Regions from separate parts of the Mus musculus genome. Here all the other regions are linked to region 2. The links are chromatin contacts, called in public HiChIP or PLAC-seq maps. All regions are on one chromosome and are shown on one strand. Each heading gives the region's core, a stretch centred on a gene start, on an enhancer-like site or on the middle of the called end of the contact. The rest is flanking DNA. Distances are from core to core; before and after follow the strand shown. Region 1 overlaps Ece1 (endothelin converting enzyme 1). Region 2 overlaps Usp48 (ubiquitin specific peptidase 48). Region 3 has its middle 23 kb from the start of Gm32079. Region 4 overlaps Hspg2 (perlecan (heparan sulfate proteoglycan 2)).

The links. HiChIP or PLAC-seq counts read pairs in DNA pulled down with a chosen protein or histone mark.
Region 1: a contact with region 2 is called in an HNF4G HiChIP or PLAC-seq map of pancreatic cancer cells. The contact joins two enhancer-like sites. A contact is called at or near these places in 3 of 115 datasets of contacts at active chromatin or transcription factors (the 230-238 cell line, embryonic stem cells and pancreatic cancer cells) and 3 of 9 other capture datasets (adipose tissue, liver and pancreatic islet).
Region 3: an H3K4me3 HiChIP or PLAC-seq map of the 230-238 cell line shows a contact between it and region 2, with 2.7 times the contacts expected there. The contact joins two enhancer-like sites. A contact is called at or near these places in 3 of 115 datasets of contacts at active chromatin or transcription factors (the 230-238 cell line, embryonic stem cells and pancreatic cancer cells) and 3 of 9 other capture datasets (adipose tissue, liver and pancreatic islet).
Region 4: a contact with region 2 is called in a FOXA1 HiChIP or PLAC-seq map of pancreatic cancer cells. The contact joins two enhancer-like sites. A contact is called at or near these places in 1 of 484 Hi-C or Micro-C datasets (nephron progenitors), 1 of 115 datasets of contacts at active chromatin or transcription factors (pancreatic cancer cells) and 3 of 9 other capture datasets (adipose tissue, liver and pancreatic islet).

Annotation. Positions count from the first base shown.
Region 1 is chr4:137,886,858-137,893,219 of GRCm38.p6, forward strand. The region is part of intron 1 of Ece1 (endothelin converting enzyme 1); the gene reads left to right. Among named protein-coding and RNA genes, the nearest start is that of Gm13012, 6.1 kb to the left of the region's middle. Within about 2 kb of position 3,959, at least 83 of the 459 cell types and tissues checked have an H3K27ac peak or open chromatin away from gene starts, as enhancers often do. A contact at or near this core is called in adipose tissue, pancreatic cancer cells and pancreatic islet, where this site is marked.
Region 2 is chr4:137,636,791-137,643,421 of GRCm38.p6, forward strand. It overlaps Usp48 (ubiquitin specific peptidase 48), which reads left to right. Exons shown (of 27, transcript NM_001355588.1): 20 at 970-1,100; 21 at 1,366-1,472; 22 at 2,416-2,520. Among named protein-coding and RNA genes, the nearest start is that of Usp48, 46 kb to the left of the region's middle. Within about 2 kb of position 4,886, at least 106 of the 459 cell types and tissues checked have an H3K27ac peak or open chromatin away from gene starts, as enhancers often do. A contact at or near this core is called in the 230-238 cell line, adipose tissue, pancreatic cancer cells and 1 more, where this site is marked.
Region 3 is chr4:137,831,551-137,837,925 of GRCm38.p6, forward strand. No RefSeq gene overlaps it. Among named protein-coding and RNA genes, the nearest start is that of Gm32079, 23 kb to the left of the region's middle. Within about 2 kb of position 4,586, at least 60 of the 459 cell types and tissues checked have an H3K27ac peak or open chromatin away from gene starts, as enhancers often do. A contact at or near this core is called in the 230-238 cell line and adipose tissue, where this site is marked.
Region 4 is chr4:137,505,201-137,511,092 of GRCm38.p6, forward strand. Hspg2 (perlecan (heparan sulfate proteoglycan 2)) reads left to right here. Exons shown (of 97, transcript NM_008305.3): 4 at 2,601-2,710; 5 at 2,810-2,868; 6 at 3,104-3,264; 7 at 5,342-5,470; 8 at 5,707-5,892. Among named protein-coding and RNA genes, the nearest start is that of Mir7018, 30 kb to the right of the region's middle. Within about 2 kb of position 1,646, at least 16 of the 459 cell types and tissues checked have an H3K27ac peak or open chromatin away from gene starts, as enhancers often do. A contact at or near this core is called in pancreatic cancer cells, where this site is marked.

The DNA.
Region 1 (6,362 bases), core at 2,709-5,208, 250 kb after region 2:
CCCTTTTATGTGCTGTACAGATTCTTCGGGAGCCCATAGAGTGTGTCCCTCCACCATCTGGTGTCTTTGTCCTTGCCCTGGGTCTCCTAGGAGGCCCCTAAGCAGCCTATTACTAAACTGGGTCCCTGGCCTGTCCCTGGGCAAGTGACTGTCTTCTGGGCCCTCATTTTCCTCCTTTGTGGAAGGGTCCAATCACACCTGTGGCCTTGGGTGGCCATGAGGGTTATGGGATGTATTAGTGAAGTGATCTTTCCTCCTCTTTCCAAACCAAGAGGCCCAGCAGCGGCAGGCCTCGGGCAGTGGGCAAGGATGGTCAGACAGCTCTCGCTGCCCGGATGGCTTAGAATAGTGGTTCTCAGCCTTCCTATGTTGCAACCATTTAATGCAGTCCCTCATGTTGTGGTGACCCCCAGCTGTAAAATTATTTTCATTGCTACTTCTTAACTGTAACTTTGCTACTGTTACAAATTGTAATGTAAATATGTGTGTTTTCTGATGGTCTTAGGTGACCACTGTAAAAGGGTTGTTCAACCCCCCACCTCGGGGTAGCGACCCACAAGTTGAGAACCATGAGAACCACTGGCTTAGAGAAAGCCGGGGGGGGGGGCGCTGGGGAGGAGTGCCCCTATGAGGCTTCTCAGAATGAAGAGAGATATGGAGAAGGAAGCCCCAGAAACAAAACTGTGTGACCCCAGATAAGTGACTTGACCTCTCTGAGATATGCTTCCTTTCTATAGAAATGGGGCCATGGTTAGCTCTGGAAGTTGCTGTACGTAGTTGGTGAACTGACATCAGGAAAGTGTTTGGCACAGTCTAGCTGTAAGTTTTTATTTGGACTTAGAATGTGTTCTCTGTGACTGGGTGACTTCTGGGCCATCCGATCTTCTCAAGAAGCAAGAATACATTTTGTTTGCTCTTATCTCTCTGGCTCCTTCCTTGAGCCAGGCACTGTTTGGAGTTCTTTTGCCATATTACGCCATTTCAATGTCACCATTCTCTGGGGCTAGCTCTGTTGTCCCCCCCCCCATTCCCCACTTTATAAACGTGGAGGCAGAACCTTCCAGCCTTTGGCTCCTCGGCAGAGCTCAGCTCTCTCACTTCATCCTTTTCTGAGATGATCGTGGACCTGGTCAGGACATCTTGCAGGTACCAGTGGGATACAGCAGGTGTCCATAGGCAGAGTGTCTGAGTGGGGGAGGCTCACCGCAAGAATGAGGCCAGCCTGGAGGTGAGTAGTGTGTTCGTGGGAAGACAGAGCAGGCGCCATGGGACTGCATGTGTTTATACAGCCTGTCCTGGACAGGCAGGGAGCCCTGGACCATCTTGGGTAAACATCCGGACACTTGTCAGTTCAGTGGAGGACAGAGGCAAACCAGAGGCCAGCTGCCAGTGCCTTTCTTTACCTCGAGTGACGCCGGTGTGCCCTGGTGGATGAATGAAGAGGTGCCATGGAGCTGACATTTACTGTACACTTAACATGTGCCCGGCCATTTGCAGACAGTGTCTCAGCACATTGTGTGGTCTGGTTTATTATTTTACTTCGCTAATGTAGAAACCAAATCATATGAGTCGTGCTGATAACCTAATTCCGTTGAAAACCACAGCGTTTGGTTTTCCGGGAGTCTATTTTTGTGTGTGTGTTGCTATAACAAAATAACCTAGACTAGGTCATTTATTAAGAGTAGAGGTTTATTTGTCCTGGAGGCTGGAAAGGTCAAGAACACAGTGCTTGTACCTTAGACGACCTTCCTGCCGTTTCATCTATGATCCAGGGCATTGAATCCCAGAGGGTGAGAGGACCGAATCTCAGGTCTCACTGGCTAGACCAGACTGACCTTGAACTCACAGAGATCTGCCTGCCTCTGCCTTCCAAGTGCTGGGATTCAAGGCATGTGCCACCACCACACTTGGTCCTCTCTTCCTCTTCTAACAAAGCTACTAATGCCACCACGAAGTCCTGACCACACTCATGGCCACATGGAGTCCCAGTGACCTCCCAAAGACCACACACATCCTTACACTAATGTGAGTCTGGGGCATAAGTTTCTAACACACAGACTTTGGGGACACGTTTAAACCACAGCAGAGGATGAATATATAAAGTGCAGCTCGGACAGTATCCTCAAGCCTACCTCAGTGGCGCTACTTTCCAGGCAAACTTAATCCCTTCTAAACCTTATGCAGCACCATCAGCCCCCACCTCAGAGATCCCTCCATCTGCCCACTCTGATTCTTGCTACACACTCTCTCCCCGGTTTACTGTTTCCCCTCAAAACAGTGAAATTGGTTTTGATCATTTACTTAAGTATCGTGGCTGTGTATGGCAGGCAAGTAAGGGTTCTGTCACAGACCTTCATCCCAAGCTGCCTCTGTCACAGGATTAGGGACAGGCCCAGCCGGGGTGACTGTCAGATGCAGGCCAGTCTGGTCTACACAGAGTGATCTGACAGGGGTGACTGTCAAATACAGCTCTCCTTTCTGAAGCTTCCCGTCACCTCTTTCTTCCCACCAGGAAAAAGATGTCACTGACTCTGGCAGCCTAGGCATGTGGACTGTGTGTCAGGCCAGCTTGGTGATTTGAAGTCCTCAAAAATTGGGGTTTAGTTGTCATTCTAACCCCTGGGTCTGAAGTGGGGTGGTGGTGAGTTTGAGGCTGTGTTGGGTAACAGTGTGAGACCCTATCTCAAAAAACAAAAAAAGAGGAAAAAGGAGTGGGTGGAGTTTAGATTTCATCCCACCCATCATGAGGTGGGCAGAAATTGGAGCCAGGGATGAGAAAGTCTGCCCCCAGAGACTCACAGGATAGTCTAGGTAAAGGTGGCATTTAGATGAAGGGACATAAGGCCAGGTCTCCCTGTGTTAGTGGCTTGGGACAGAGTCAGGGAAGGACAAAGAGGTGAAGGCCATAGATTCCCCCAGATGCCACAGAGTGCTCAGGAATTCGAAAACAGCCCTCCACAGGAGCCACAGCACAGGTCCTCTAGAGACGCAGGCACTGGGCAATCAGTGAGAGCCTTCTGCTCTCCGCTTCCCAGCCCTGAGGCTTACCGTGCTCCCCCACATTTCCCCTGGCTACTGTCCCCCTTCAGTCCCACAGAGAGACCACCAGGGCAGTGACGGAGCTGGGGGTCATATTTGATCTAGCAGTGTGCACGAATGGGACACGGACCTGGATGCCACCAGGACGTGTCCTCTGGTGCCTTCAAGGAAACACCTCAAGCTGAGAGAGGTGACATTGGTGCCAGTTTTGCTGGAGAATATTCGGGTCCCATCTAAGTCTGTCTCTGAGGCAGGAGATGGGCAATTGCACGCCATGCTTGAATAGTCCTGTTCTAGCCGAGGACTTGGAAATATCACGAAGTTGATTGATTTGGTCCAAGCTAACTCCAACTCCAGAATGTGACACAGAATCACAGGAGGGCAAAGGGAAGCCAGAGTGGAGAGGAAGTCTATTGATGGTAAGGGACTGTGTGACATGGACCCTCCTCCCCAGGTAAGGATCAGAAGTTTGAGGTGTTGTAACAGGGCTGGAGGAGTCAGTGCAGACCCATGACAGGGGGGCCAGGGCTGCCCGATATCCTGAGGCCTGGAATGTCACCAGCTGAGCATCACTGTAGGCTAGGGCTGGCTTGGTGACAAGCCTGTGGAACCAGCCCCTGCTCTCTGTGCGTTTCAAGAGACCCCCACATATGTCTCCCTCCAAAGCGTGTGTGTGTGTGTATATGTGTGTGTGTGTGTGTGTGTGTGTGTGTGTGTGTGTGTGTGTGTGTGTGTAGAGCAAGGTAGTTGAGACCCATCAAAAGTACAGTGAAACTACAGGATGGCAGAGAAGCCACCCAGCCTCTGAAATAGAACATTCCAGAAGGTTCAGTGAGAAGCACTCTTGTGGCCCTGGGGACCCGTGGCTTTGCCACTCCCTCTGCTGGCGAATTTCCTGTTCTGAGTGTCAATGGCTTAGTACATTGAACATGAGCAACATGAGTCACAGACCACAGGGTGTTTACTTCTGCCTCTGGCCTGTCCCTAAGCATTGGGTCTGAGTGGTGTCCACTTGATGACCTGGGGTCCATGCAGCCTCTGCTGTCATTTCTAATGCTCTGACGTTTCCCTGTCCGCTCCTGGTGACTATGGTAGCTTCCTCCAAGAGGATATCTTAGGGAGGGGAACTGGAGAAGTTCCGGATCTGCCAGTGATGGACAGCACCCAGAAACGGTGTCTGGTCCATGCAGGCATCTGGTCATTGATTGAGTTGTATCAGATGATGGAGAACATTTTCAGGGACTTGCCTAAGCCTTTGAAAGGAGGGTGCTTCCTACCTCAGAGAACAGTTAATCATGACCTCCCCACCCCAACCCCAGTCCTCCCAGTCCTGGTCCTCTTGTATCCCCCAGGTCGGCCGCTGCTGTTTCTCTCTGGAAGCTGTTGTGTGGACACGTGGGAACGCAGAGGAAGGAGATAGGCTTTAGATACCTGGTGGCCTAGAAGTCGGTGTGCAGCACTCTCTGAAGTGTTGTGGAAGTTGTTAGGTTGAGTGGAGCTAGCTGGCTAGTCACCTTTGGCCTAGGAGACTACTGGGAATTGGGAGTTGAGGAGACTCTTGTTCTGGGGCTGACCCAGAGGGAACTGCAGAGGTTAGGACCAGTTCAGTGACAGAACCCTGATGAGGAGAGTCGATGAGGAGAGTCCCTTGCTTGCAGCATAAGCTGCCTTGTTTGCTAGCTGTGTGTTTGCTGTGGAGTGATGGATTGGCTGTTAGATGTAGAATTAGCAAGTATAATGTTAACTCTCAGCATGGTGCCTAGATAGTAATTACGGGGGACAGGCCAGGTGTCACCAACCAGACAGCCTGATGACATTGGAAACACAGCATCACAGGAAAGTCATGGGCCAGCTTTGTCAGGATGCCTTCCTAGAGCCGAGACAGGAGGCAGATGAGAAGGGAGGGGGTGACACTCTAGTGAGCCCTGATTTTTCCAGCTAGGCTGGGTCAGGAGAGGGGGCTCTCCATCTTGGCAGGGACGAGGGAGGGGACAAGTTTCCTGGGCTCTCTCTGCTCTGTCCTTTGCCACCAGGCTGATTGCTCCTTTGGAAGAGAAGAAAGCTTGTCCCTAATTGTTCATTATGCAATTGCAAATTGGCTCTGGAACTGGGCTGAGCAGAGCCAAGCCCTAGAGGGGAGGGGAACCCCAAGCTGGGTGACTACAGAGCATTTTGGGGACCCAAAAGGGGGTTTGGGAATGTCGTCTATGTGAGTATCCCAGGCAGAGACACCCTTCCCAGAACACTCCATTTGGTAGCGCCCCATAGTACCTAACTGTTGCGGAGACCTGGGACCTCCTCCTCACCCCAGCTGTATGACCTTAGGCTGGGTATCTACCTTCTCTGTGCCTCTAAGAGGGTTTGCTGGAATGACTACTTTAGAACCTGTTGGGCTCAGAACCGATTCACCCCTTGGGCAGTAGCTTTTGTTGCTGTTCCAGATGCCATTGCTGTTTACAGGCAACAACAGCGGTCTGTGTGATCCTCAGGTTAAACCAGGGAGTACATTCCAGCAGTCTGTGCTGTGTCTCTGTGGCCGGGCCATTCCTGTGTGGTCACGGTAGCACCCAGCATCACTGCAGGTGTCCTGGGAGTGCCTTTCTTGGGAGGTAGCACTTGATTCTGATGTGTCTCTTCCTGGGTCCTCCCATTCATTCCTGCCAGACCCGGTACCCAGGTGAACCTACTTGTCCAGAGCCACACAGCAGTCAATCACAGGACCCACTGCATGGTTCATATAGCTCTTCCTCCTCCAAGACTGGGGAAGCATTTGGAAGCTGAGCTTGGTACTGGCTCTCCTTTCTTTGAGCCTAGTACTCCCCCAAACTCCTGTGCTTGGGGACCACTCTGAGCCAATACAAAGCTCTCTCTCCCCTGCACTTAGGAGGAATCAGCCCCTCTAAAACCTCTCCTTCTCGGCTCTTCCCTACCCGAGCGTGGTCATGTGTGATGATGGTGGTGGTGGGCGGGGTGTTGGGGACCTGGTGGGATGTGGAGCCTGGGTGGGCTTCCTGAGGCAGACATTCCTGGTCACCAAGGCAACAGCAGCTCAGGAACTCGTACTGAGGATCCACTCTGATTGGCTGGGACTGACAGTGTGGCTGGGGGGCGGGGGAGGGGGGAGATCAGCCTTTCCTTCTGAAGTGGAAGTGGAAGCCCTGCATCTGCATCGTGTTTGGGATGGGTGGGGATGGAGGCAGATCGGAGACACAGACGTTTGGAGCCACACAGACTTGGCTCTTGAGTCCTTCTTGCCTAGCAATCAGAGCAGGTCTCTACCCTTACAGGTCAGCGAAGTTGGGGGTCATTGACAACACTTATTC
Region 2 (6,631 bases), core at 3,636-6,135:
GGATCTAGTGCCCTCTTCTGGTATGTCTGAAGACAGCTACATTGTTCTCACATAAAATAAATAAATCTTTTTTTAAAAAAAGTTTCAAAACAAAAAGACTGTAGTTGCTTTTGCACACACCTAATAGTTGTCTTTTTCTACAGCTGTCAACCTTTAGAGAGAAGAGAAGGAGGCTGGCCCACTGCAGCACATAATAAGTAAATATAAGGAATTCAAAATCCCCTGGGATGAAGATGGACTGTAGTTTCTTTATATTTTAATGTTTTTAGGTTATTTAAAGGACCTCGGTGTTTTTATTATCTCTATATTAGTGACACTTAGGAGCAGTATGTCTAAGAGCTGGTGATAGAACTGAGTCACTAGAGAGCTTGTGTAGCATATTTCAGGACCTGGGATGATACACGACCCATGCATGCGTGGTGGTACAGGACTGTCGCTCCAGTACAGTCGTCAAGTACAACTCAAGCCCACGAGTCCTTATCTTCCTTCTCATCCCCATTTTCCTCTCTTCTCTGTCTGAATTTGAGTCATCTGTTCCATAAAGTCTCCAATTTAAAAGATGCACACTGAAGCATAGGCAGGAGAGTCACAAGTTCTTAGTCAGCCTCAGCCACTTGTTGAGTCCTTGGCTTAAAATCCAAGGCAGAATTAAGGTGTACATAGTTGAATGGGTTGCACTTTTTAATTGTATATCTATTGTGTTTTTATTAGTGGCACTGCTGGGTGCGTATCCCTCTGGCCAACTTTCTTCACTCAGGCTCTATGTGCTGATCACCCCCCCCCCAGACCCGCCCTAAAGCTTCCCTTCTGCTCTGCTTTCCTAGTTGAGTCTTTCCCATGCTCGAGTTAAGTAGGTGCTGCTGATTTCGATTCTTCTGTAGAGTGTTTGCTCTGTTGATCTCCACGTGTCTTAAGGCATGATGTTTGTTGTTTTTGTCTTTTGTTTTTTGTTGTTTTTTTTTTGCACAGTATAGCTCTCATATGGCCCAGCGAATGGCAAATGATTCAAAAGCTCTTTGTTGTGGATAAAGTAATTAAAATCACAAGAATTGAAGTGGGAGACGTGAATCCTTCTCAAACACAGTATATTTCTGAACCTAGTAAGTTGTCATGCTCTTTGGTTCCGTTCATTAACAGTTGAGTGTTTGGGGGAGGGGAGGGTCCCGCAGCTCTGTTTTTCTCCCTAATGGTAAAGATTATGCTTCTGGCAGACCTGGGAGTCGCCGTCATCTGAACTCTCAGTCAGAGATAGCACATTGCACTTGGCATTTGCATGCAGCCTGACATGTTATACTGAGTGTGCTGTAGTCGCTGATACAGGTTTCTGCAGCGATTGTTTAGTTAGTTCTACTCTCCTGTTTCTAGGTCTCTGTCCAGATTGCAGAGAAGGTCTGCTGTGCCAGCAGCAGAGGGACCTTCGAGAGTATACCCAAGCCACCATCTATGTCCACAAGGTTGTGGATAACAAAAAGGTACCAGTTCTTCTTGTGGCCATGACTAGGAGAGGTGGGCTATCAAATCCACCCACTAAAGTTGAACTTTAATGGTTGGGGGAAAAAAAACAAAAACAAAAAACTGTAGGAGAACTTCCAGTGTTGTCTGACTTCTGGTTTAAAAAGTTGGGTTTAGACTTGGTGGGAGCGTAGTTAGCATAGCAGGACACCGAAGTGAGGTTGGACCTCAGTGTCCATCTGCAGGGTGTGTGCAATGGGAGGGTCATTTGACTGTTGTCTGTTACTAAGATTGACTTTGGGAGTCAACCTAGTTCTCTGAATGTCTGTCAGTTAGACTCCAGGGTTTGGAGAATTAAAAACAGTTTAGTGTTTGATGCTAGCTACTAAATACATTGTTTTAGAATGCTGCCTTTCAAAGTGTGCATGACAGGTGTAGAGTTCTGCTCACAGATTAAATAAAGGCCTTTATATCTGAACTTGCTGAGAAAAGGAACTTAATATAAGCATCTCCACTTCCCCCGGGATTTCTTTTACCCTTTTGACCTTCAGCCCACTTACCTGGTGGGAGGAGGAGCTCCTTCAGCCATCGTTTGTAAACTTGAGTTTAGTAGCATTGTCCACAGAATCATGCAGAAGACCACATCCTCTTTCCATGTCCCCGTTCCTGTCAGAGGATAGGAATTTGATGTTTCTAGCACCTGAGCTCCTGAGCACATACATACCCATGAAGCTATAGGATTAAAATGGTGGCCCTGGTCTACATAGTGAGTTCCAGGACAGCAAGAACAACAATAGTCAGATGACCACCACCCCCCCTTAATAAAAGTGAATGAATAAACAAATAATCCACAGGGTTAGACGATAAGAAACTAAAGGGCAATGAAAGTAGTTCTTGTTCCTGACCCACCCACACCTCATAGGCCCTAGGCCTGACTCCTCTTTCTGCTTCTGGTGTGTTGAGGTGATGAAGGACTCGGCCCCCGAGTTGAATGTGAGTAGTTCTGAGACGGAAGAAGACAAGGAGGAGGCTAAGCCAGATGGGGAGAAGGATCCTGACTTTAATCAAGTACGTTTGTATTGAAGTACTCCATCATTGTGTCTTTGTCCGCAACAGCCCCCTGCTGTCCGTCTTCCCTGGCTGGGTATTTTCTGGGTCCCTCCCTACTTGTTCTACACTTTTAACTCTTAGTTTTTATAGCACGCTGTAGCTAATTTTTCCCTTCACCCCTAAAAAAAAAAGGTCTGCATATCCTCCGAAGTTCATTTAAGGAAGAAAAAGTAACTGTGTGATGGCTGTGGTGGCACAGCATCGTGCCAAAGCACTTACAGGCATTGCTAAGTGGGGGTCTGGGTCTGAGGCCAGCCTGGTCTACAGAGAAACAAATGAAAAGTGCTCACGTCTAAGACCAGTGGGGAGGCTGAGGCAGGAGCACCTACCCGTGCCTTGAAGCCATCTTGGCCCAAAGTGAGACTGTCTAGAGACAAAGCAAGAGCGGCTATGGCCATAGGTGTGGTGACACAAGCACAGTCTTGCTTTCCTGAACTGAGGCAGGAGGATTAAGAGTTTGCAGGCCCTACTCTTACAGAAGTCCTGGGTTTGGTTCCCAGCTCCCACCTCAGGCAGCTGTAACTTGAGCGAGCTTTGTGGGATCTGATAAAGGCACCAGCCAGACCTGACAACCTGAGTTCATTTCCTGGGAAACTCACTGTGTGTGTGTGTGGGGGGGGGGGGGATGATACGACACGACAACTACTCCAAGTTATCTAAGATCTACAGACATGCCTGTGCACACAATGTAATTAAGATGATATTTTTAACTCTATGTGCTTGGGTATGGGTATATTACACATGAGTTTAGCTGCCCTCAGAAGCCAGAGGCCGTGGATGTCTGTGTTCCTTGGAACTGAAAATGGACCTCCACAAGCAGCACTGCTTCATCTCAGTAACCCCTGGAAACGTCAAATAATAATGATGATGATGCAATGAGATTTTAAAGGCAAAATATATCATTTTAAGCTGGAATGAAAATATTCGCTTTGATTCTGTCTTGGTAACAAACTGGCAGTCTTTTTATTTTTTCCCCAAGACATTGTTTTCCCATTGTCCTAGCTGTTCTGGAACTTGCTCTGAACAACAGAGATCTACTTGCCTTTGTTCTCCCCAAGTACTGTTATTAAAGGTGTGCACCATCACCACACAGCCTGCCAACTAGGATTTGTGATAAATGGAGGAAGATGATATTAGCCCTTCAGTCTCCACCATAATCAATTTCTACTAAGATTGACTGTGTCGGGGACTGGGGAAGATGTTCAGTGGTTGAGAGCATGGCCTCTCCAAGAGGCCTGAGTTTGGAACTCAGCACCTTCTCTGGGCTGCCTGTTTTACTCTTAATAGCTGGGACATCTTTACCCTGAGACCTGGTAGTCAAATTATGCGTAGCTTCTGCCTCAGTGGCCCTTTGCCTCATCCAATCCAGAGCACAGTCTTTGAACATGCTGGTCTGCTGTTGGTATACCACTGTTTTTTGTTTTGTTTTGTTTTGTTTTGTTTTGGTTGTTTGTTTTTTGCTTGTTTGGGTTGGTTTGGGTTTTTTGTTGTTATTGTTGTTGCTGCTGTTGTTCATTTTTTTTCATTTTCTTTGTTTTTCTGGTTGGTTGGTAGGTTTTTTCATGAGGGTTTCTCTATGTATATCTGACCTTGGAAATCACTCTAGTCCAGGCTGGCCTTGAACTCAGAGATTGATCTGCCTCTTTCTTATTCCAGAGTACTGGGATTAAAGGCGTGCACTGTCACGGTGTGATTTGCTGCTTTATTTAATGTTGATGAAGAAAGTCTTAAGTTTGGTGCTGGAGAGATAGCTCAGTGGTTGAGAGTACTTCCAGTGGTCTGGAGTTCAATTCCCAGCAACCACGTGTTGGCTCACAACCATTTGTAATGGGATCTGATGCCCTCCTCTGGCATATAGGGACATATGCGGGCAGAACACTGCGTACATAAAGTCTTAGGTCTTAATCAGCCCAAGGTAAATAAATGTTGTGTGTACTTGCTGGTATGGAAGGATGTCATTGTTATCTATGCTTTGTTCGAATCCTATAAAAATAACTTTAAAAAACAACAACAAAAACCCATGAATGAGCAAAACCACTGTTTTATGTCCATCTCTTGGACAGTGGACAGGCAAATTTGGTATTTATCCCTTGTCAAGCTTGATGGCCCATGGCCTCAGAGCGTTCTGTGGTCATGCAGGGTTTTCTGACTGAGGCGCTCTATTGCCCTACTCAGATCTGTTTGTGTCTGTTGTCAATCTCCTGACATTGTGGAGTCAAGTTTTCTCTGTTAGCTCTTTTTCCTTTCTGAGACACAGGCTTGCTGTGCCACGTAACCCAGGTTGGCCTCGATCCCATAATCTAGTTTGGCATCTAGAATGCTGGGATTGCTGGTGTGGACACCCCTGCCTGGCTGCTAAGAGGGCCCTCTAGGATTTCGAAGAAGTGTGTCTCTCTGTTTCCAGCTTTGTTTTTCAGTCCAAGCCTTGTTTGTTGAGCAAACGCTGCATTTTCCTGTGACTCAGACTTTAAAGTCTGACTCTTTCTCTGAGCATCCGGTTTTATTCACTGTGGTCACAACCACAGCAATGTTCTCAGGTGGATGTGGGATTCCTGCCTTTAGTTGTGGATTGCAGCAGAGTTCACATGAACAAATACAATACAGAATGTTAGAGGATTGCTCTTTACGCCATAATTATTTTGTACATGTTATAATTTTCCTCCGATTCCCTTGTCCATGTTTGGATATTGTAATATCCTAGAATGTTTTAAATACTTTTGGTTCAAGGCAGGGCGGGGATCTCAGCTCTAACCCTCTGTTTAGAGCATAGTAACTAGTTAGTCCCTGGGGATACCTAGTGTCTTCAGAATGTCACCTCCCGCACCCCCCTCCCTCTTTTTTCTCAGAACATGGGTCACTGGTTTCACTGAAGTAAATCCCACGCCATAAAGCAAGCATTAGTGCTCCTTAATGGAGCTGAGCAAATTCCCTGCCCTCCTCTCTAAGCCAGATCAACCAAGTTCCTTCTGTGTTATCTAAAATTCAGGTTAATGATACACTCAGTAGGTATCACTTAGGTAACTGGAAGCCTTTTAAATCCAGTGACTGGGGAAAAACAACCACTGCTCTACTGGTTTTAGCAGGTTGACATGGGTTAAAGGACAATAATTCCAGGAAAAGCTTTTAGATCCTCTTAAAATCAATTTGAAAAGATTTTAGTTGATGCCTGAGACCTTTTGGCTGGGGCATGGGGTGAGGTTAGGATTGTACAGTGGATACCTTCTGTCTGTAGATAATGTCCTCTTTTTCAGTTGGATGTTGTTTTTGTGACTGCTAAGTTGACTTTTTCTTAGAAATGGAAGTTGTGGCTAGATTGGGCAGAGCCTTGCCAGTGGCCAGAGACCTGAGAAAAGTCTCTGCCCTGGTAGCTGCTTTATGAATTACAAAACACATTAGTAATATGAATGGGAAAGTGGGAATAAAAATCCCACTTTAATTCCCTGGCTTGGTTAACAAGAGAATCTTGGCTTGTTAACCCCCCAGGGAGGGCTTTGTAAGTAAAGAGCCACAAACACTACTGCCAGCATGGAAGGCTGATCTGCCTGCAGTACAGAGCAGGCCCACATTATGTAGCAGACCTACATAATGAGTGAGATGCTTTCAAAACACACCAAAAGATGTTCTGGAACATTTGGCCCCTGCTATTCTCTTTTCTAAAGACTAGTACAGCCTGTATCTTGTGCCCATATATAGTTCCTGCTTTTTTGCTGAATGCTTAGGTCAGTTCAGTGATGGTGAAGTTCTGAATGCTTGATCCTGTGTATCGAAGGATAAACACAGTCCTGCAGTGCTTACAGTGTGTTTAAGAGAAGCTAGCAGGCATGACTTTGTGTCCACCAACTTCCTCTCAAACCCAAACTGATGCCACTGGCATGGTCTGCGTGACTGGTGGCTTCCATCTAGACCAGGGTCTTGGAGAGCACCTCACCTTGTTTTTTACCGGCATTGCCTGTACCGTGTATTAACTTTTCTCTAAATTGTAAGCTGGGCCTGAGCATTCATTTATGGTTTTTTTAAACAGTTTTTACAAGAATACTTTACAGCTAAAGCTGTTTTCCCTCTCTCTACC
Region 3 (6,375 bases), core at 3,336-5,835, 190 kb after region 2:
AATTCCTGGACTCCCTAAAAACTAATATTTTTCTAATTATTTTTTATTGATTTATTTTGTGTGCATGTGTGTGTAAGTATGCAGATAGGCAGCCACTTGCCGGAATTGGCTCTGTCTTTCTATGGTGGGTCTTAGGGGTTGAACGTCGGTCACGAGGCTAGGTGGCAAGTGCCTTAACCTGCTGATCCAAACAGATATCACCCGAGAAATCTGGCTGGGCATGGCTGCACTTGCCTCTAACCCCAGCGCTTGGAAGCTACTCAGTTCCCATGGCTCCTATCAGAGGGTGCATTCCGTGTGTCCCACCGCTGACTATATGTGCTTTCATTAGGCGGGCACACCACCTGACAGGCTCAGCGAAGGAATCACTCCTTTCCCCTTGGTGTTTAAAACTATTCTGTAGAATGAGTTTAAAATTCTGACATCTCAGTCTCACCCCGCTTCAACATGGAGCCCTGGTTTTTCTGGGGGGGTTTCCTGTTACTTTTTATTGTCTCAGTCCACCACTGAAAAAACTTCAGTGTGTGTGTGTGTGTGTGTGTGTGTGTGTGTGTGTGTGTGTGTGTGTGTGATACATGTTGTTGTGGGTCTGTGCATGTGCGTGTATGTATGGGACCCAGAGGGCAATGTTTCCTCAGTTGGTCGCCACCTTATCTGTTTGTGTGAGGTGGGGTCTCTCACTAAGCTGGAGCCCACTGACTTAGCAAGTCTGTCTGGAGAGCCCGGGGTGCTTCCCTTCTCTGCCTCCCAGTAAATGTTCTCATCTGCAGAGCCACCTCTCCAGTTTCTCCTTCCTTCCTTCCTTCCTTCCTTCCTTCCTTCCTTCCTTCCTTCCTTCCTTCCTTCCTTCCTTCCTTCCTTCCTTCCTCCTTCCTTCCTTTTTTTCTTCCTTCCTCCTTCCTTCCTTCTTTTTCCTTCCTTCCTTCCTTCCTTCCTTCCTTCCTTCCTTCCTTCTTTTTCCTTCCTTCCTTCCTTCCTTCCTTCCTTCCTTCCTTCCTTCCTTCCTTCCTTCCTTCCTTCCTTCCTTCCTTCCTACCTTTAACTCTCTGAGTACAGTTAGTTCTGCCCATGTATTCCTAGGAGCGGAGTTGCCCACTGATGCAGGGTCAACCTACCATGGACTGCAGGTTTAAACTGAACTGACCCTCCCTCCCCAGCCGCCACCCACCACCAACCTTTTCTTTGAGCACTCTTCTTTCTTGCTCTCTTATGCGAGATGACCCAAGGTCACCTTCTACACTCTCTGTCCCAATCTTAATCCGTCATTTGTTCGTGGAGACCAGGGGCCTTTGGTGGGGAACAGTATTAGAAGCCAGGATCTCAGTCCTTCTCGGTGGCAGGAACTAGGGAGCCCGAATCCACTGTTGTCATCCTGCCTGGGCACCAGCCTCTCAGGCCAGGCTTCGGGGCTCTCTACTGCAGTGCTAACTCTCTTTAAAAATGCCCACTGACAACTTTAAAACTAGATTTTTCTGGAAATGAATTTAAAAAGAGAAGAGGCTAGTTAGTTCCTGGGCACTTCACTGTTTTCTTTTCTTTAATGTATTATAGTTGGTTGGTCTGCCATGGAAAAGCCTTTATAAATGGGTCTTTGATCTGGTAATTATCAGATCGTTTTTTCGGTGTGGGTAACTACGGATTATATCCGTAGGTAATGACCATTTTGCCTCTTATTTTCCCACCCTTACATTTCTTCATAACGTCAGCAAGAGCCCAAGAGTAAAGTGAATTAGTAACTACAATGTTGGGCATCCTCCGGCTGTTCCTGGTCTCCTTTGAGAATTTATTTTTGACTGGGTGGTAGTGGGGCACACCTTTAATCCTGGCAGTTGTGAGGCAGAGGCAGACAGATATCATGAATTTGAGGCTAACCTGGTCTACAGAGCAAGTTCCAGGACAGACAGCACTACATAAAGAAACCTTGTCTTGAAAAACAAAAAGTATATATTTTGGGGGATCTGGGCATAGAAATGCCTGCCTGCAGTCTCAGCCTTGAGAAGACACATGAGGGAGAATTACTAAAAGTTCAAGGCCAGCCTGGTCTACATAGGTAATTTTGGGACACCCATGGCTTCATAGTCAGACCCTATCAGTAATAATAATAATATATACATATATAATATATTATTAATGAGATATATACATAATGAGACCCTCTGAAGAAAAACCAAACGAAAGAAGCTATTCAGGCTATAGGTAAGGTTCAGCCCCATCTAGCATGCACAAGGCCCTGGATTTGATACCAAATACTCCAAATATGCATTTTTAATGAGCTGTAGAGATGGCTAAGCAGTTAAGAGCACTAGCTATTCTTGTAGAGGACCTGGGTTCAATTCCTAGCATCCACAGGGTGGTTTATAACCACCTTCATCTCTAGTTCTAGGGGAATCTGACCCCTTTCCATCTCAAACATACGGTTCTTATACATACATGACACAAAACACTCATATACATTAAAAAATTTAAAAACATATATGTTTTCCTTAAATTCTGGCTATGCATCTTATACCAATTTTTATATCTCTTTTCTTTTCTTTCTTTTTCTTTTCTCTTCTTTTTAAATTTTATTTATTTATTTTTTATTTTTGGTGGTGGTGGTGGTTCTTTGTTTTTCAAGACAGGGACTCACCTTGTAGCCCTGGCTGGCTTGGAACTCACAGAGATCCACCTGCCTCTGCTTTCCAAGTGTTTGAGATTAACCGTGTGCACCACAATGCCTCCCTGCCCTTAATCACACTCTTTGGGGGGGGGGGGGCGGGGTGTAGGAGGCAGAGTTTCTCTGTGCAGCCCTGACTATCCTGGAAGTAGTTCTGTAAACCAGGTTGGCCTTGATCTCACAAAGATCCACCGGCTTTTGGCTCCAGAGTGCTCTGATTGAAGGCATGCACCGTGACAGCCTGGCTTTAATCATACTTTAAAAAACAAACAAACAAACAAACCTTCAAAAAAAAAAAACCCTTACGTGTGTGTGTGTGTGTGTGTGTGTGTGTGTGTACACCACAATGTCCACAAGGAAGTCAGATGGAAACTTGGGGGAGTCAGTTTCTTCCATCATATTGGTCTGAGGAACTGATATCGGACTGCCAGGTTTGGCAATGAGCACCCCGGCTTAACCACCTCAGTGACCTTAATAATGTAAAAACATCTTTAGATTTATTTTATCTTATGTATATGAATGTTTTGACCGAGTGTATGTCTGCTCCATGTGCCTGCCTGGAAGAGAACATGGGATTCACTGGAACCCGAGTTACAGATGGGTCTGAGCCGCCATGTGGGTGCTGGGACTTGAACCCAGGTCCTCTGCAAGAGAAGCCAGTGCTCTAACCACTGAGCCACGTGTCCAACCCCGTTATAAGTTTTGGTAATTTTCCCACCCCCTACTCCCTCCTGGTTTACTAAAGATTTTGGAAACTGCAAATGGGTGTGACTTTCCGAACAGCTTTCTTCTGAGCATGCGCCTGCGCGGAGACTGTCTCATGGTTTTTCTCCTGTAGCCTGTTGATTAACATGAGAACTTAGTGGCTGCATTTTCTGAAGGTTAATTTTCCTTCTTTATCCAGGATAAGCCCCAGTTGGTGGCGCTTTAAAATAAAATAAACATAGGATTGAGCTAAGTGCCATCTTTGCCGCTGTTTCTCATATTTGTGTTCCAAGGGAGAAGAGCTTTTAATTGCCTTCCCTCAAGTTTGTTTTCAGTTTCGAAATTACCCTGTCGTATTAAAGACATTAACTATATCCTCTTTATTCTGAACCCCTTGCTTTAGAATTGAGACGTGGGATTTTATAAGCTCCCAAGGGGGCGTGGCAACAGTTTCTGTCCTGAAAACTCTCCCCCTGAAGGTGTCCCGAGCCTGGATGTTCCAGGCTGTGGGAGCGCCGGCCACCGCTAACTATACCTGATGATGCCCGTCAGGGCAGAGACCAGCTGCAGCTTCAATCCAGTCTCGCCGAGCTACAAGGGAGCTGGGTCTTGGTTTCCTCCTCCGCAAAACGTGGCGTTGGGTACAAGAATGTGGGGAGCTCTTCCAGCCCTGGCAATTGTGGGCCTCAAATGCTTCAGGGCCACCTCGTATGCTGCCACTGCTGTGGGTCTGCAAGCTCAGCGAGACGGGAAGAAGAGACACCAAGGGGGCCAAGTGTGATGGGCCCTTGTCCCCACCCCAGGGTCTCCCCGGCCCTCCACAGGCCCTATGCTACAGGTGCGGCTCTGGGTCTCTTGGAAGCTCCCAGTTCTCCTTTCCACACCCCATTTCCTCTTCTGCCCCGCCCCCTCCTCTGTGCCCCTGTGACTCCCTGATGTCAACTCTAACCCCCCAGTTCAGGTAGCCCTGCCAGCCTGTTTCATTCCCTAGCCCCTCCCACACAGATCAGCCTAGACTCTGTCCGCTCCTTTCTCCTCCCTAGCGGTTACATTCTTAAATCGAGCTGTTTCTTCGTCCACTTCCGCTACAGAGCCCCTGAACTCAAGTGTGGTACTTATTTCCCTTCTGGCTCATGAGCCACACAGATCAGCCTAGTGGCAGCTTCAGTCTTGTCCCCTGCATTGCTCTCTGGGTACCACAGCGCAAGGCTGCTCCGGTGTTCCTGTGTAGGTATCTGCTGCCCCTGCTGGTCAGTTTGTTATAAACACAGACAGCTTTCCAGGTCACCCTTCCCAACATTCAACATGGGGACGGGGTGGGAGGAGGGAGGCGTTGACAGCCAGACCAGACCAGATCCAGGAACCAGAAACTGTAATGAGTGGGGTTGTGTTTGTCCCCTTTTTTATAGGTTGGAAACTAAGATCTTAAGATAAAGTCATTTCATCAAGGGATAGAGCTAGACAAAATAAAATAAAATAAAATAAAATAAAATAAAATAAAATAAAATAAAAACCAGAGCATTTAGGACCAAAGCCAGTGCCTGTAGACATAATTACTCAGGAATTTGAAGCTGGAGGATGGCTTGAGCCAGAAGGACATAGATAGATAGATAGATAGATAGATAGATAGATAGATAGATAGATAGATAGACAGACAGATGACTGATAGATAACCCAGCTTTGCTTGGAGTTCAGAACCGCCTGCAGCTCCTTAGAAACTTTCCACTCTCCCAGAACTCTACTCCCAAGCATGGCATGCCTGTTCTTCTCTACTCTCAATGCGACACCTTCAGACTGTCCACACAGCACAGAAGGCTCTCTGCATTAGCATTAGCATCCTGCCGTAACGTCCCTTCCTGAGACAGCTGTGGTGGCAACCCACCTACAATCCCAGCACTTGGAAGTTAGAGGTGGCAAGCCATCACAGCACTTGGAAGGTGGAGGCAGAAGGATCAAAAGTTCAAGGTCATCTTTAACTACACAGCAAATCGAGCATCAGCCTCCGCAGCCCATCCTTCTACCCAGCCATTCCCCCATACCCTCTCCTACACACACAGTCTACCCCACACCCAACCCAAGCCCTCGCAAGTAGCTCATCTCAGGGGGTGGGGGGGGGTGGGAGGGGAAAGCAAAAGAGAAGAGCCTCCCTTGACCTGACCCAAACTGGAGCTGCCTGCCTATTTCCTTAGGAAGAAAGTCCTTAAGGGAAAGGGGGCAGGGAATGTAACTCATGCTGTAGCTCTTGTTGGTAGACACTTGTCTCGTGTGCACACATCCCGGAACTATAAGCTCACCATGGTGGGCTTATCTATCACCTATCTATCTGTCTATCTGTCTATCTTTCTATCTGTCTATCTATCTGTCTGTCTGTTTATCCATCTATCTATCTATCTATCTATCTATCTATCTATCTATCTATCTATCTATCTATCTATCATCTATCTATCTATCTAATCTACCATCTATCTATCATCTACCTATTATTTATCTACTTATCTATCATTTACCTATCATTTATCTACTTATCTAGCATCTATCTATAATCTATCATCTATCCATCTATCATCTACCTGTCATCTACCTACCTGTCATCTATCTATCTATCTATCTATCTATCTATCTATCTATCTATCTATCATCTACCTACCTATCATCTCTCTATCATTTGTCTGTCTCTGTCTGTCTGTCTATTACCTACCTATAACTACACACTGTAATCTCAGCACTCCAGAAACAGAGGCAGGAGGATCAGAAGTTCAAGATCACCCTCAGCTACACATGGAATTCAGTGTCAACCTGGACTACATGAGACTCTGTCTTATACTGGGGTGGGGGTGGGGGTGGAGGTGGGGAGGGATCCTGGGAATATGGGTCCATAGTAGAGTACTGACCCTGAGTTTGGCACCTGATGCCAATAATAAATAAACAAACAAACAAACAAACAAGCAAGCTTTGGGGAGGACTGCCCGTTTGTTTTCTTCTCCTTCAGCACGGGCTATTCTGGATTTTGTCCC
Region 4 (5,892 bases), core at 396-2,895, 130 kb before region 2:
CTGCCTGGCCCTTAGATACATATTGAATCATCCTTGGATATGTATTGAATTTGATCTTATTCTGGGCTACATGATACCCTAGCCGTCCTCCCCTTGCCGGAAAAAAAAAATTCATTGTTAACCTTGGCTACATATCAAGACTAGCCCAGAATCTGAGACCCTGTCTCAGACAGTGACAAACCGGCTGGAAAAAATGACTCTATTGAATAAAAGTACTTGCTGGACTAGGCATGGTGGCTCAGGCCTTTAATCCCAGCATGCAGGAAACAAAGGCAGCTGGATCACTGAGTTCGAGGCCAGGTTAGTCTACATAGTAAGTTCCAGGATAGCCAGGGCTACATATGAAACCCTGTCTCCAACTGTGTTTGTTTGTTTGTTTTGAGACAGGGTTTCTCTGTGTAGCCCTGGTTGTCCTGGAACTCACTCTGTAGACCAGGCTGGCCTCGAACTCAGAAATCCGTCTGCCTCTGCTTCCCAAGTGCTGGGATTAAAGTGGCTCCACTACTGCCCAATGAAACCCCTGTCTCCAAAACAAAACAATGCTTACTGCCTAAGCAAGAGACCCTGAGTTTAAATCCCCAACATTCATGTTTAAAAGGCTGTCATGGCTCCCAGGCCCTTTTGCCCCAGCTGTGACATGGTGACAGGTGTAGACCCAGGATCTCTAGAATTACTGGAGGCCAACCCAGCTTCAGGTTCAGTGAGAGCCCCCAGCTCAGGGAAAGAAGGCGGACTGATAGAGCAAGACACTCCCTCCGTGTCTTATTCTGGCCTCTATGTGCTCATGGGCACGTGTGTCTCCTTGCATGTGTGCACATACATCACACACACACACACACACACACACACACACACACGAAGAAATAGTTGGGAATGTGTTTGTGTGTTTATGTGTGTACACACCATTCTTTATGTAATGTAGGCATATTGTACAGATGGATTTGGTTATTATTTTTCTGGCATCTGCTAGTTGCGTATGTGTTATATGTGCACATGTGGGTGTGCATGTACTTACACATGCAAATGTCCGGCTCATCTGACACTAGAGAGTTCAATCCACAATTCCAACGCAAGATCATTGTGCTGCCCAGCCGTCCGTTACTGTGATGTAGTCAGCGTAGACGGGAGAAAGATTTCCTTTGGTTCACAGTTTCAGGAGTTTCAGAACAGGGCCGTTGTCTCTGCTGCTTTGGGCCTGTGCCGGCACAGTATACTGTAATGGGAGTGTTTGGCAGAGGAGTCTGATTCACCTACTAGTGTCTGAGAAGCGGAGAGAGGAGACACAAGAGCTGAGTCTCAATATCCCTTGTAAGGCTAGTGACCTAACTCCCATCCAGTAGGCTCCACTGCCCAACAACAAAACAGCCAGAGGCTGGAGAGATTGGCTTAGTTGAATAAGAGCACTTGCTAAGAGGTTTCCTACCTTCCAATAGCGCTACAAGCTGGGGACCGAGCTTTCAACTCGTGGACCTTTGGAAGACTTGAGACCCAAACTCCAGCCAAACTGATAATCTGTGTCTATAATCTGTGTTGTATACATCCGGCGCTGAAGGAAACGGCAGTCATATGTTATATTCACAGCAGAGTGACTTGAGTTTATTTGGCCATGACTCACAGATAAGCCCTTGGGCCATGCATGAGTGGGTTCTCCCTTTCCTCCTGGAGCCTCCTACTTTGGTGGGGCAGGGTGACAGGTGACCACACTTCTCAGTCCCAAGTGCTGGCTCTGCACACAGGAGCAGTGCGGGAAGCCGAGTGTCCTTTACTCCGTGTGGCAGCCATGGGGTGGGAAGGCTTCGACTCCCTCACCCCCACATTTCCTGAAGAAGGAATGAGACTTTTTTTTTCTTTTTCTTTTTCTTTTTTTTTTCTTTTTTTTTTTTCGAGACAGGGTTTCTCTTTGTAGCTCTGGCTGTCCTGGAACTCACTCTGTAGACCAGGCTGGCCTGGAACTCAGAAATCCACCTGCCTCTGCCTCCCAAGTGCTGGGATCAAAGGCGTGCGCCACCACTGCCTGGCTTTTTTTTTTTTTTTTTTTTTTTTTTTTGGAATGAGACTTTCATTGAGGCAGGTCAGTGTGTGGAGTAGCTGACTCTAGATCTTTGCCACTATGGTACCGGGTGGCCCAGATGTACACAGCAGAATTGATGCAAAGAGGGGGGGGGGAGGTTCCCAGTTTGGGAACTAAAGGTTCTGTGAGAGCCCACACAGCAGCTAGGTGGCCACACAGCAGCTAGGGCAGCCAAGGCGGTCATCTTAGAGAGTATGGCTGCTGGCTGCTGAGCTGAGTCCAGAGCATGAAGAAGAACTGACTGGAAAAACACATCACAATAAAGCGGTCCTCACCAGTGGTGGGCTCGCCAGTGCCCTGCAGCCGGTCCCTTCCTGCCTAGCCTCCTCTGAGCCCTGGACTGACCTTCCAGGCTTGCTGTGGGCTGTGTTGTGACAAGCTGTGCTGGGCCTTTCTGAGGACACACAGGTGTCAGCTGGTGTGGGGGTCCAACCTCTTATTTACAGCCTGCCTGCAGGGCTCCCACCTGCCAGGCTACCGTAGCCCTTCACCACGACTTCCCCCCCCCCACCTTCTTTCTCTTCCATAGTCTATTTCCGGGCTCTGGTAAATTTTACTCGGTCCATTGAGTACAGCCCCCAGCTGGAGGATGCAAGTGCCAAGGAGTTCCGAGAGGTGTCGGAGGCTGTGGTAGAAAAGGTAGGTGAGAGCGTGTACCTGGCATTGGGAGCTCCCCGGGGGTGGCAGAGCAATGCCGGAATAAGTAGGAGGCATCTGATGGTGGTGTGTCCCCCACAGCTGGAGCCCGAATACAGGAAGATCCCCGGAGACCAGATTGTCAGTGTGGTGTTCATCAAGTGAGATGGATTCCTGGGGATGGGAAGGGCGGGGGCAACCAGAAGGGGTGGCAAGAACAGGTCAGGGAGGGTCCTGAGGAGTGGATTATTTTTGATGGGGATTCAGAAAGCATAGGTGGGGGATCCATTACCAGAAGTGGCCCTACCTTAGGCCCAGGCTGCCCAGGTAGAGGGGTCTGGGTGTCGCGCAGGAACTTGACAGAGGCGTGCAGATTCCAGGCCTTTTCCTTCCCAGGGAACTGGATGGCTGGGTCTTTGTTGAGCTGGATGTTGGCTCCGAAGGGAATGCGGACGGATCTCAGATTCAAGAGGTGCTGCATACAGTGGTCTCCAGTGGCTCCATCGGCCCCTATGTCACCTCCCCCTGGGGGTTCAAGTTCCGACGCCTGGGCACAGGTGAGCCTGTCCTCCAGACCCACTCAGGTCACTTCTCCCCTCCAGTTCCTCAGACTCTGGCCCACTTCGGTGTCTCTACCTTGGGCCATCCTAACCTGGACAAGCACACCCCTGGAGATACGGAGCTCATTCCATCCTGAGCCTGACCATCAGTCTTTTTTATAGTCTCTACTTGGGTAGAGCCAGACTGCTTCCTCTAACTAGCACCTCGGAAGCTGTCTCCTTGTAGACCTCTGTATTTTGACAGGAGATTCATCTCCTTTATACGCACTTTATAAACACTTTATACAGTGTCCGAAGACACCAGCATCCAGTGTTGTTGGACTGGGCAATTTTTAAAAAGCTTATGCTGAGCCAGGGGGTAGGGGCCACACACTTATGATCTCAGCGTTCAGGAGTTCGAGGCCAGCCTGGTCTACAGGGTGAGTTCCACAACAGCTAGGGCTACACAGAGAAACCCTGTCTCGAAACCACCCCCCCATGCCCCACCCCCAGAGGAGAAACTTTTTCAGGGAGAACTTGAGGACTAGAGGTCAGATCCCTAGCCTCCATGCAAATACCAGGAGAGTGTGAAACTGCCTGTAATCCACCCAGCTGTCAGGAGCCAGAGACGGCCTCCCCAGGGCAAGCTAGCCGGCTAGACTATAGAGTCAGCAAGCTCTGACTCAGGAGAGAGACTCTGCCTCAGTATAAAAGGTAAAGACAGATCAAGGAAGACAACCCAGTGTCAGCCTCAGGCCTCCATACCCACACACATCACATACATGTGCATCTTCATGGTGTGCGGCTATACAGGCAAAGACACACTGCACACACACCACACACACACACACACCCATCTCATTGTGTGTGTTTGGTGACTGAAATCTGTCCATCTTTTCCCAAGCACCAAGTGAATGCAGGCAGGCCCTATGCATAAGGCCCCAATCCGGCATCCACCCGGGGCCTCCCAAGTTCCATAAAGTATTCCTCGTGTTTTCAAGATGAGGGAACTAAGGCTCAGGAAGGAAAAGCAGCCACTCACAGCAATGGGGATGCAAACCAGACCCCATTTGTGTGCTGCTCTCCCCGAAGCCATGTTGGATGGGAAACGGAAGACAAACAGGCCCAGAAAGGACAGGAAACGGGCCCAAAGTCACACAGCTGTTAGATGCAGAAGCCAGGCCCGGGTGCTCAGCGTCAGTCAGTCCAGGCTTCCGGTCACTCTGCCCGCTGCCCTGTCTTTCCACCAAGTCTTTCCTGGACCAGTTCTGGTTTATTTCTCATAGGCTGTGCTACTCGGCCCCTCATTGGTTCCTTCCCACCTCAGTGTCCTTACAGAGTAGACTCTCATTTGTCATGTCATGTGCCTCTGACTCACTGAAGCTCCAGACAGGACCAGTTCTATCCCTACATGGTATCAAGTCTACAAGGCTAAAAAGCAAAGCAAAAGCAACTAACCAAATAAACAAACTTAGTGAGCGCCTTTGTTCTATATGCACCCGAGTCTCTGTCAACGCACCCCCAAACTAAACTTGCTCTGTTGGGTCTTCAGACCCAGGTCTGAAGTTTGCTGGAAGCCTAGCCATCTGTCCCCCACCTCAGTGAGTTCTGACTGGGGGGAGAGGGGACAGGCTTGGTAGTATAGTTGCTGACTACGGCTTCCTTTCCAGCACAGACCCCCCCGCCACCCCCAGCTGCTGTGGGGGTCACAGTGACACCAGGTGAGTGTGTGAGCCTGGCTGAGGTCCAGGGGGTTCCTAGTGAACCTGACAGATGGAGGGAGAAAAGAAGGGCAAAGGCCACTTGGCTGCCTCCTTCCTCTCTGGGCCAGGCCACGGTCTGCACGTGTATGGCATGGTGGCTGCATGCGTGTGGCATGTCACCTGTGTGAAAAAGGTCCATGTCAGGGGTTCTGCACTGCATTCCACGCGTGCCAGGAGTGTGTATGCCACGTGCTTCTTGTTCTTGCTGTCTGCCACAGTGGTCCGACTCGGGTGTTCAGAGCCACTCATAGCCATGCCTTGCCTGTGCCATCTGTCATGGCGCTAGCTTCCTCAGGCTGCTGCCTGACTCTCCCCTCCCCCACACCCCACAGTGCCCCAGTTCCCAAGAGTCTGCACGGAGACGGAGTTTGCTTGCCACAGCTATAATGAGTGTGTGGCTCTGGAGTATCGCTGTGACCGGAGGCCTGACTGCAGGGACATGTCTGATGAACTCAACTGTGGTGAGGAGCTGTTGGGAACTTCAAAGGGGGTACCTGGTGGCCTGCCTAGGGCTGGGCTATATCCGAGGCTCATCTGAGCTACAAGGGTTTGGGGCAAGCAGATAGCTCTGAAGGAGGTGGAGGTGGAGAAAGACTGATGGCAGAGGCTGCTCAAAGACTTCAGGAAGCATGGGGGGACTGTGGGGTAAGGGGTGAGAGACACCTGTTCACTAAACATCAAGGGATCCTGCCCACAGAGGAACCAGTCCCCGAGCTCAGCTCCTCGACACCTGCTGTGGGGAAGGTGTCACCTTTACCACTCTGGCCAGAAGCAGCCACAACACCTCCACCGCCAGTCACGCATGGACCTCAGTTTCTGTTACCCAGTGTTCCTGGGCCCTCAGCCTGTGGGCCCCAGGAGGCCTCGTGCCACAGCGGACACT